Regions from separate parts of the Salmo salar genome. Here region 2 is linked to region 1. Evidence: chromatin contacts called from public Hi-C data. All regions are on one chromosome and are shown on one strand. Each heading gives the region's core, a stretch centred on a gene start, on an enhancer-like site or on the middle of the called end of the contact. The rest is flanking DNA. Distances are from core to core; before and after follow the strand shown.

The links. A called contact is a pair of places that touch in the nucleus more often than the background predicts.
Region 2: a Hi-C map of blood shows a contact between it and region 1, with 2.2 times the contacts expected there. The contact joins the promoter of LOC106582009 here to the enhancer-like site in region 1. A contact is called at or near these places in 3 of 3 Hi-C or Micro-C datasets (blood, gill and muscle).

The regions. Positions count from the first base shown.
Region 1 is chrssa02:36,420,901-36,426,327 of Ssal_v3.1, forward strand. LOC106582009 (raftlin) reads right to left here. Exons shown (of 10, transcript XM_014164651.2): 8 at 3,110-3,213. Among protein-coding and RNA genes, the nearest start is that of vmo1, 17 kb to the left of the region's middle. Within about 2 kb of position 2,736, at least 3 of the 13 cell types and tissues checked have an H3K27ac peak or open chromatin away from gene starts, as enhancers often do.
Region 2 is chrssa02:36,476,246-36,481,672 of Ssal_v3.1, forward strand. It overlaps LOC106582009 (raftlin), which reads right to left and starts at 3,350. Exons shown (of 10, transcript XM_014164651.2): 1 at 2,815-3,350.

The sequences.
Region 1 (5,427 bases), core at 1,486-3,985:
TTGCTTTCTTCCCTTTCTGTCGTCTCTTGTTAATACGAGAAACCAAAAAGGAATTTGGAGCGATATTGTATGTCCACGTGAATATGTTCTATGCTTAGGAGAGAGCTCAGACACCAAGAGAACGAGACCACGTTTACTGGCTTCCCCAAAACATGTTTGTCCTCATAAACTTCTCCAAAATAATCTCTGTCCATGCACACGTCACATTCTGTGTTAATTCATGGATAATCCATACAGTACAGATGACAGACTAATCCACCGAGGAGATTCTGTCGTCAGTGGGCTTCCTGTCTCTCATGCTTGCTCTCTCTTGTTCGTCTCTTGTCGTTCCAGCTCTCACGCATTAACCTTCACTCTGCTCCATCTCTCCATCCGACACTCACGTATCGACTCGGTTTCCTACTTTAGCCTGCTGTCTCTAATTATCTGTCTGCTTCACTTTACTTCTCTGCCTCTTCCTCTTGTATGAGCTTCAAGTAGGCTTTCTCCATCCTTTCCCTTCTCTCTTTCGTATATCCCCTGATCTCCCTCTCCAGATCGCTCTCTCTGTCACTTCCTCTCTTGGAATCCCTCATCCATTAAAATAGATGTACTCTTATACACACGGGGAAGAATCAGCTTTGAGTTAAGCTGGAGCCTTAACTTGGCATATAAAGAACAACGGAAATGTATGATAGGGTGACAACAGTATAGAGCTGGCTGCAAATCTTCCCCACAACATCAAATGGGCTTCCACATCTCCTGTAGAGGCTGACAATCTAAAACACCCCCATTTCGCATCCCTCCCTCCTTACCCTGCATTTCCAATAACCTATTTTCCAGGCTGTCAGATTGCCGGACAGCTTCCTGCTGAATGAAAGCAGAAAAGCCAACCTGAGTCCTCAGAAAAAGCCCAAGCCCGTTAAAGTAGAACGGAGCAGATCAGTTTGAAAATTACAGGCCCCTTGCTGCTACAGTCCTCTCATAGCTGTCTGTGTCTTGCTGCTACAGTCCTCTCATAGCTGTCTGTGTCTTGCTGCTACAGTCCTCTCATAGCTGTCTGTGTCTTGCTGCTACAGTCCTCTCATAGCTGTCTGTGTCTTGCTGCTACAGTCCTCTCATAGCTGTCTGTGTCTTGCTGCTACAGTCCTCTCATAGCTGTCTGTGTCTTGCTGCTACAGTCCTCTCATAGCTGTCTGTGTCTTGCTGCTACAGTCCTCTCATAACTGTCTGTGTCTTGCTGCTACAGTCCTCTCATAACTGTCTGTGTCTTGCTGCTACAGTCCTCTCATAGCCGTCTGTGTCTTGCTGCTATAGTCCTCTCATAGCTGTCTGTGTCTTGCTGCTACAGTCCTCTCATAGCTGTCTGTGTCTTGCTGCTACAGTCCTCTCATAGCTGTCTGTGTCTGCAGTACTGAAATAGAAACTTCATATACCAGCAACAAGACTTTCTTTGGTACAGTGGTAGGGAACATGGTGTATCATGTTTAGTGGTTACCTGTGGTAATGTTAAGTATTTCTTATAATGGTATTATGAAGCACTTACCTATTTACTAAAACAGTTACGATGTCCAAACATCAGATTTACACCAAATGTAACATGTTCCATGTGGCAGAAATATACTGTACATTACCATGTGCACCTTCACATTCATGTTACGTTGAGTAAAAAAGCCTTGAGTCCCGGTGGATGTTCACTTTAGATGCTAACTAGTGTGTAAGTAGGTCTTTGCATAACAGACTCTGTGTAGACTGCTTCAGAGGAAGTACACTTTGCTCATCCTCAGACAGTATCCCAACGTGCATTAGCTTAATATAGTTGTGAAAATGGAAGAGTCAACATAATACAAGTGTAATGACTAAGCTAATCTGAAATGGGTCAACAGCCATCGTTGCTGAGCACAAAGACACAAGTGTTTCAGAGATGGAGAGAAATGAGCGTTGCTGTGTGGTTTTATCTAGGCCGGCCCTCTGATTAATTAGCCATGTTGCGCTGTTGTGCTGTTGCATTTTGAGAGAGAGTTGATCAAAATAAAGAGTGATGAATAAACAAGGGATAAAAATAGAGCGGTAATTAATCAGCTATGCTCCGGAACGGTCACAAACACGACCCCCCAGAGACAAGGGTACGCATGGTAAACATTTAACTGCAACCGTGTTGAACTCTAAGCATATACTTGGAGTCTTCGTAAGCATAACACAACACATTTCATGAATCTGACTAATAGCAGCAATCAGTAGTTGAAACAATAACAAAGCGTTCTCCCCAACATTGTTTCAGTAAAAAGCGGGAGGGGGGGATGGGGCTGGAGAAATGTTACCACTCAAATTCTATGGATGCAAGGACTGACCATCCACGATATTAAAATGATACTTTTAAACATGTTTTTAGGCTATACAGTGTTTGTTTACATTTACTTTGTTTACAAACATTGGAGTAAAACAAGCTTATATTTTGGGTGCTGATGTGGTACGACAGTTGAACTAAGCTCACAAGTACATTTATTTAAACGTTTTATTCTTAAAGAATCAATTCAATGGGTACATATTGGATTGGACGTGTTCTGATTTGTGATAATGATGAGCGCTTGTGACTGTGTAAAGTGGGGTTTCAGGTGGGAGACAAGTATTTTTGAAGACTTGGAAGTCATGTTGTGACTGCTGATAGATGACTGAGCTGTTGACTGTTAGCGAATGTGTGCGTGCATAGCCCTCATATAAGATGAATGAGTCAGCAGAAGCTGAGCAGAAGAACCGTTACATTTCTCTGAAGGGACTTTCCAGTTACACACATTTGTGGGTTTAAACTGTCTCGCACCACACGCTGTTACATATGAACCCGCCAATTGGGGTCAGTTAGTATTTTCGTTGAACATCCTGTTGAGTTCTTCTGACTGATTTCACAATCCATTTAAGTTGAGCTGTTAATTGACCAGTGATATGGGCTGACCATCGCTTTGTCTAAATGAGATGGGTGCTCTTTGAAATCAAAGAGAAGGCAGTTTAATCTCCAGAGGGTTACTCAGGTTGACCAATCAATACCAGAGTTAGGTAACCAGGAGATATGGTGGTCATTCAGGCCCTAAATCAATACTAGTGAGAGTGTGTATTGGAAGGTGAAAGTAGTTACCTGTTGGTCTTGATGATGGGTGTAGGCAGGACACATGTGAGTCTCCAGCCGTACATGGCAAGAGACTGGAGCAGGGGAACATAGTCTGTTTTCACCTGCAAGCCCTAAAGAGAGAATGCAAACACATGGATATTACATACTACTATACACATAGTGTTTGCATACACGTACGCACAAGCACACGTACGAGTAGGGCTGGCACAATTATCGTATAATCGTATAACCGACAATTATGGACAATAACTGTGAACTTCAAAAATAATTATCATAATAGTCTTAATACATATTCATTTTAAGAGAAAGGGGGATTCAACTTCATACTCAAGTAGATATAAATTACCCAATAGCAGTTTTTCATTTTTACATGAAGTGGGTAAAGTTGGTAGTCATTTACACGAGCAGAACGGCACCATTGGGAGAAGCTTCATTTCCAAAAGTTCCAAGAGGTCTAAACTATTTGTTTCTGAGAGAGGGGTGCTACCAAAGCTGGGTTGTATTCACTAGGTTTGTCGTAGCTATAATTCCGATGCATTATGATGCTCAAAACATTTGAACAAAAAGGACAATTATGACACTAACCGTGTCCATTTGCGTGACAAGTAATCGTTACCCAAAATTCCATTATCGTCACATCGTACGATCACACACACACACACACACGCATAAATGTAGGCATGAATAAACACATAAACCATTAAAACCCCATCAAAAGAGCCACGATTACCCAAGCTCTTGACAACAGATGATGAACTATGTATGATGCATACCAAAATACATGCATTTCTGTTAGATTGATTGCTGGTATGACAGTGTAGTGCACTTGGGATTTGGGTTAAAGACACACGCTCGCTACACGTGCGCTAACGCCTCTGCTCACACAGGAAGCGTATGTGGTTTTCCATCTCTTCTGCATCTGCCCTCACTGACAAACCACAGCACGTGTCAGATATGAAGACACGCATACGACATATGCATGCACACATTGCAGTGCTATACGGGCACCACGTTGTTCATATTATAGCAGTGCTATAGCCTAAGTTATCTTTCTCCCCGCTGTCCTTTCAGAACCGTAGCTAATGTCAGGTCTCACTGGACATGATTCTCAGTTATCCGAACCATGTTCTGAACCATGACTTATCTGAACCATGAGTTACCTGAACCATGAGTTATCTGAACCATGAGTTATCTGAACCATGAGTTATCTGAACCATGAGTTATCTGAACCATGAGTTACCTGAACCATGAGTTACCTGAACCATGAGTTACCTGAACCATGAGTTATCTGAACCATGTTCTGAACCATGTTCTGAACCATGAGTTATCTGAACCATGAGTTATCTGAACCATGAGTTACCTGAACCATGAGTTATCTGAACCATGTTCTGAACCATGTTCTGAACCATGAGTTATCTGAACCATGAGTTATCTGAACCATGAGTTATCTGAACCATGAGTTCAGATAACACACATCCATTAAACTCCCCCTAACCTGGACATCGGCCTCATCCTTCTGACCGGACATTCTGTAGTGATTTCTACCGGCCTTAAGCCAGCACCTCAGATTTCTTATTACATTCATGGTCCTAAGATTCTCTACAACCCTACCCCTGTTTTTCAACACCCACCCACGTACACAGCCACAGTGTCCTCTGTCTGAAAATGCACTCTCCATTCACTCTCCTTTATTGGCATCTTTACTCTGTTGTTGGTCTTTAATCTTTTTTTGACATAATTTGGTTTCTGGTGACTGAATTAGTGCTCTTCAAAGCTCAGGCATCTATACAATTGCTAGGAACGAACGACAACAATGTCAATGCTGTTAACTGTTGCCTCAAGCACACAGTATTGTTACTGGTAGAGTTCTACGTATAATGCCTCTCCGGATAATGGCCATGCACTTTTGGGTTAAATGTAATATAGCCTGTGAGAAACTGAGGTAACACTGGGAAAACATGATGCCCTTGTTGTTCAATGTAATGGATGAAGGTATTTGGTATGATCTTTGTTTGTAGTAAGGCATCTTCATGAGCATTTAGAATGACATTATTGAGTGTTAAACAGTTAATCATGCTAAGTCCTATATACAGCATGGAGTCCACCACATGAATAACCTATACATGCATATCTACTGTATGTCCTATTCAGTTCATTTAGTCATTTATTGTAGAAATAGGAAAAAGTCTTTGCACACTTCCAGTCAGATGCAAATGTCTTTCATCGTAGCCGAGCTTTGTCAGTCGACCTTCATCAGAGCATAGTCATTTGTTGAAGAAAATGTGAAGAATGTTTCTGATTGGCTAAAGTAGAATGTCCATCCA
Region 2 (5,427 bases), core at 2,100-4,599, 56 kb after region 1:
CAAGACATAATGACACATATAAAGAAAGAGCCTTGCTGAAAGATGAGGGGAGATAAGTGCTGGTAAAAACAGAGCGTAGTAAACAAGCGTCTGCTTGAGCCTCTCCAGTGCTTCAAGGCTGAGTGTCCTGGTTGGCCCGGTGGTTGGTTCTCTCTGGTTCCAGCCAAGCCATCCCTCTATCGTCTCAAGGCCTGGGCACAGCCGGCTACACATGCTGCACCCAGACACACATACTGTAGGGAGCTATTGCCATGGGAACCAGCCCCTTTAGAACTACTTCCCCTCTCAGGAGAATAATAGACACCAATATCTCTATTTTCCTCTCTCCAAGGGCTAAGCTCTCATCTCTCCCTTCTCCCTTCTCTTTCTCTCACTGCCTGTAAGGTCTTCTCTCTAATTTCCTCCCAGTCTCTGACTTTCAGTTCTGTATTTTGCATTTGCTGTGTTTGACAGTCATTATCTTGATAAAGTATGTATAATCTGATCTATTCACACGGGCTTTATACAATACTCTGAACTCAACACATTTCTAAATCTATCCTGGGTAAACATAGCAAATGGATGAGTCCGATCATGGCCAAAGTGAATGGCACACAGCAAGAAGGAAAATAACTATGTGAAAGAGGAACCGCCGGTTGATAATAGAAACATGAATTATTTGGTCATATTCTATTTCTCAAAACATAGGGATAAAGATTTCAAGGAACGATTCATTGGTTTTCATGCGAACTTTCTGGAGGCAGGGCATTTTTTTTTATTACAGCCAACTGAAGCCAAGTTTTGCTTTTCAGATACAGTATCGACAAGTCCTTGAACATCACTTGATCAATACTGCTGCAATTCTTGACCACCCAGTCAATTTTCCTTTGAGAAATACAGTATCAAAGGGGAGTTTTCTTCCTCGCTTAGCCACTGCAAAACAAGTGAATACTGGATACCACCATGTTTTCCTTCTAGCAAAGGGACTTCTCTTAATATCCATTCTTAGTCATTTAAGGCTATGCCAAAGGCTTGAATAAATTGGTCTCTTCAAAAGCTCATCCCTAAAGAAAGAAAAAGGAACAATCTTTGCCACAGATCATGTACCCAAGCATTTCAAAGGATATAGATGTGATGCTTATGCAAGAGTATAATCCACTTAGACTGTCATCGCTGTCAGGAGAAGTGCAAAGAATTACCTGTCATCTTTCAGCAAGTAATCAGGCTAAGCTGTTTACCCAAAAGGCCTAAAATACAGTGGGTAGGTACTTGTAGGGAGGCACATAGGGATAAATACGGTATGTGTGGGATTGTGTGTGTAGAATCTTTCAATATGGAAATATTATTTCAGTAATTCTCAGTTTTGGTTCTTGTTTAAACTATGTTTTATTGGAAGATAGAACTAGGTTCAAGTACTTTACTGTAAAATGCAGTAAACTTGTAGACTAGTGGTCAACGTTTTCCCTTTTCCCTCTGTGAATGTTTGCACTGTACATGCTGTGGAGAGTAGAACATCAATGAAGGTTTAAAATCAAGCAAGACTCGTCAATTCAATTCAAGCCAATTCAATTCAAATTCAACTCAGTAGCAGAGAAATCTATACACCTTGGTCCGGTAGCAAACATATGGGAACTGGATTAAAATGGAAGTTTGAACTTCAACGCAGCTGGACGACTGAAGTCAATTTTCAGAAATTCTGTAAACATGAACAACTTTATGAATCACACAATAGTGAGTTCCTACTATGTAGGCCTTATAGATTATATCAGGCGAGTATTCAATGTGACAACGTAACTATATCATGAAGCTGTTTCTGCTCCGGCTCCCTCGCTTCACCTTTTGCCCCATCTATTATTTTCTGTTTCAAATGAGGCCTACAGTATGGAGCATTTACCACAATGACTTTCCCATTCAGAGCTGGCAAGTTATATTTGGGTTGTGGCTAGTCTGATGCAGTAATTTGGGGGTTCCTGGTGAAAAGTGTTTCCCTGTGTGTGTGTGTGTGTGTGTGTGTGTGTGTGTGCTAGCTCGTGACCCAGCAACAATAAAGGGTTAACAGCCCAGCCCTCACAACCCACCAGCTGGTAATGATTAACAGTTCACTCAAACAGCACTCACAGAACTCTCTCTCTTCCTCACTCACTCACTCCTCTCTCTCTTCCTCACTCCCTCCCTCCCTCTCTCTCTCTCTCTCTCTCATTCCTTCTTACTCTTCCTGTCTGTGTGCATTTCTCTCATGCCCTCTTCTTTCTCCCAACCTCTTATCCCTTCTCACATCCTTCAACTCTCTACTTTGTCCCTCCCTCACACTGGCAAACACTCTCACTCTCTCTCTCCAGTAGAGGCTAAGGTTAAATACTGTATGTCAAGCACATCTTGAATTACCATCAGGGTTCAGTGATTGGAGCCAGGTAGACATTTCTGGCATTCTCACCCCTCTGGTGCCGCACATGTGACTTCAAACCAACCAGCTCATTGATCTGCATGATTACTGCTCTGAGCATGAACGGGTGTTTATGTGTGTGTGTGTATAGGAGGAGTGTGGGTTGGTGATCAGGAGTTTCTTGTAAGACATTGCACACAAGCCAAACTTGTGGCTTGCGGCATCCCTTGACTGATACATGCATCCTCATTAATCTGCCTCTGAACGGTTGTTACGCTATAAACAACTAGAACACTAAGTTGTCTGTGACTTCTGTCCAAAGAGTTGTACAGTCTGTCTTTATCAGTGTCTTTTCCTATCGGCTACATATTTATTTTCTCAAGCCTTAAGAAATAAGGATGTAGACTAGCGGTAAACACATGCAAGTTAAAGTAGAAAGAAGAGGGAGTTACCTGATCAGAAGCTGTTGACTACAGGAGTTGGAAAGTTCGCTATTGAGATCAAGAGAAAGCCACTGGAACGGCTCCTCGAACAAACACACACATTCTACTGACAGGAGAACAGCGCAACAGTCCACGCTCAGATCCTCTGCGATTCTTCACTCAGGTCCTGCCGATACAGCTCTAACTGAGGCTTTCAGGTCAAAGAGGGGAAAAAAGACAGCGAGAAGACACAAATCTGGATGGGATCAGTAGCTCCGCGGGCTTGTTCTATCCTCGCTAGACACTAGCTAACCGTGCGCAGCAAACACTAAGAGCGTGTGCGTTTAGGTCATGCTCAAAGTATGCATCGGCTATGTACTGCAAGCTCAGGGAAACCACATCCTGTCACATATCAACCTCTCTTTCTCTCTCTCTCTCTCTCTCTCTCTCGTGATTGTCTGACCCAACCTCTGTTCGGCGCAGCCCCTCCACCCCTCTATCTTTCCCTCTCCCTCTCTTTCACTCACTCAAGGCTTCTCCGAGAGCCGCACCAGTTCCAGTCTACTGACTGAAGAATCCATCTGAGCATGTGGCTGGGGGAAAGACAGAGGGCGAAAGGGAAGGAGGGAGAAGTGGGAAATGCCAGGGAGAGAGAGCGAAATGAAGAGAGGTGAGGAAGCAAGAACGGGTGTACAAGGAGTAAAAGTGGAAAAAGAGACAGAAGGATGGAAAATAAAAATTGTAATTTAAAAGAGAGATATAATATATTATACATACTAGTATATTCCTTGAGAATTTGGTGGGGTTGACTATGGGTAGGGTACAGGGTGTGAGGATGTTTTGGTGGGTAAGTTGTGTCAGCACTTCTGTGGTGACTATACATATTTAATACGGCCCTGTCGAGGCCCCCTATAGCTGCATATGCATTATTCACACCAGTCTGTGAGAGGGACCACTGCTCTGGAGATAGGTGACTGACACAGAAACCCATGATTTTCACAGTACCGAACATTGAAGCAAAACAACACTGGAAGGTGATTGCAACATAACATGGAAGTCATTCTTCATGTAGGTGCAGTGGTGGAATAAGTACCCAATTGTCAAACTTGAGTAAAAGTAAAGCTCATTTAATAGAAAAAAGTGAGTCACCCAGTAAAATATTACTTTGGTAAAAGTCTAAAAGTATTTGGTTTTTATACTTAAGTATCAACATTAAATGTTGCTAAAATATACTTAAGTATCAAAAGTAAAAGTATAAATAATTTCAAATTCCTTATAAAAACCAGATGGCACAATGTGTTTTTTATATTTACAGATAGCCAGATACTCAACAACAACACTCACTTTGCAAATAAAGCATTTGTGTTCAGTGAGTCCGCCAGATCAGAGGCAGTAGAGATGACCAGGCGTGTTCTGTTGATAAGTGTGTGAATTTGACAATTTTCCTGTCCAGCTAAGCATTCAAAATGTAACGAGTACTTTTAGGTGTCAGGTAAAATGTACGGAGTAAAAAGTACATCGTATTCTTTAGGAGTGTAGTGAAGTAAAAATAAAAGTTGTCCAAAATATAAATAGTAAAGTACAGATACCCCCAAAAACGACTGAAGTAGTACTTTAAAGCATATTTACTTAAGTACTTTACACCACTGTGCAGGTGGATGGGACAGATCAATTATGGGAGGTCAGCATCGGGTCTGCTGGGTACATGTGGGCTCTTGCATCATTGAGGAAACTATTTTCTCCTGGAGCAGCAAAAACATTGCTGGACAGTTCAGATATTGCCACCAGAATTGGCTACACACTGTTGTCTGAGTATTTTGTGTCTGAGTATTTGAGATGAAACCAATGCTTTTCCAATGGGAGTCATCAGTTAACGAATGAGATGGTCCATCTTTTGATGGCGGCGAATCGTCTGAAAATAGTTGTCTTGAGTTGTACTTTTGACGGACAATGATGTACGTCATGTACGATTCCATCCGTATTTGTGTGTCTCAGTGTGTCTCTGGCCTAATTGCTGAAATAAAGACCAGAGGCAATGCCTTGAGAAAGATGCCATTGCCCTGGAGAAGTCAGTAGAAAAGGGGAGCTTACATTGAAGGCAGAAATCACAAGGAATCTCACGTTTATCACAAGTGAGTCATCACATTTGAGCTGACAAATTGGCTGAGAAGCATTCCTTTGTCCAACTAGATGACAAATTTGGCATTCAAGATTCTGCTCTAAAATGTCCTTTGCGTTACTCATTGGAAATGTTATCAATAAACACATGTATTTTCCTTGCCCTGCATGCTGTGCAGATGATAGCCTCATGATTCTCTTGGTCATAACAAGCTTATGAACATGTCAGAACTCTCTCAATTGTTGTTAAAAATAGCTTGTGTTACCTTTGATCATGGCCTGACATTTGAAAACCGCATGAAAAGCATATCCATGACAGCATACTTCCATCCCAAGGAACATTTATAGAAATACATTACATACAGTTGAAGTCAGAAGTTTACATACACCTTAGCCATATACATTTAAACTCCGTTTTTCACAATTCCTGACATTTAATCCTAGTACAAAATTCCCTGTCTTAGGTCAGTTAGGATCACCACTTTATTTTAAGAATGTGAAATGTTAGAATAATAGTAGAGAATG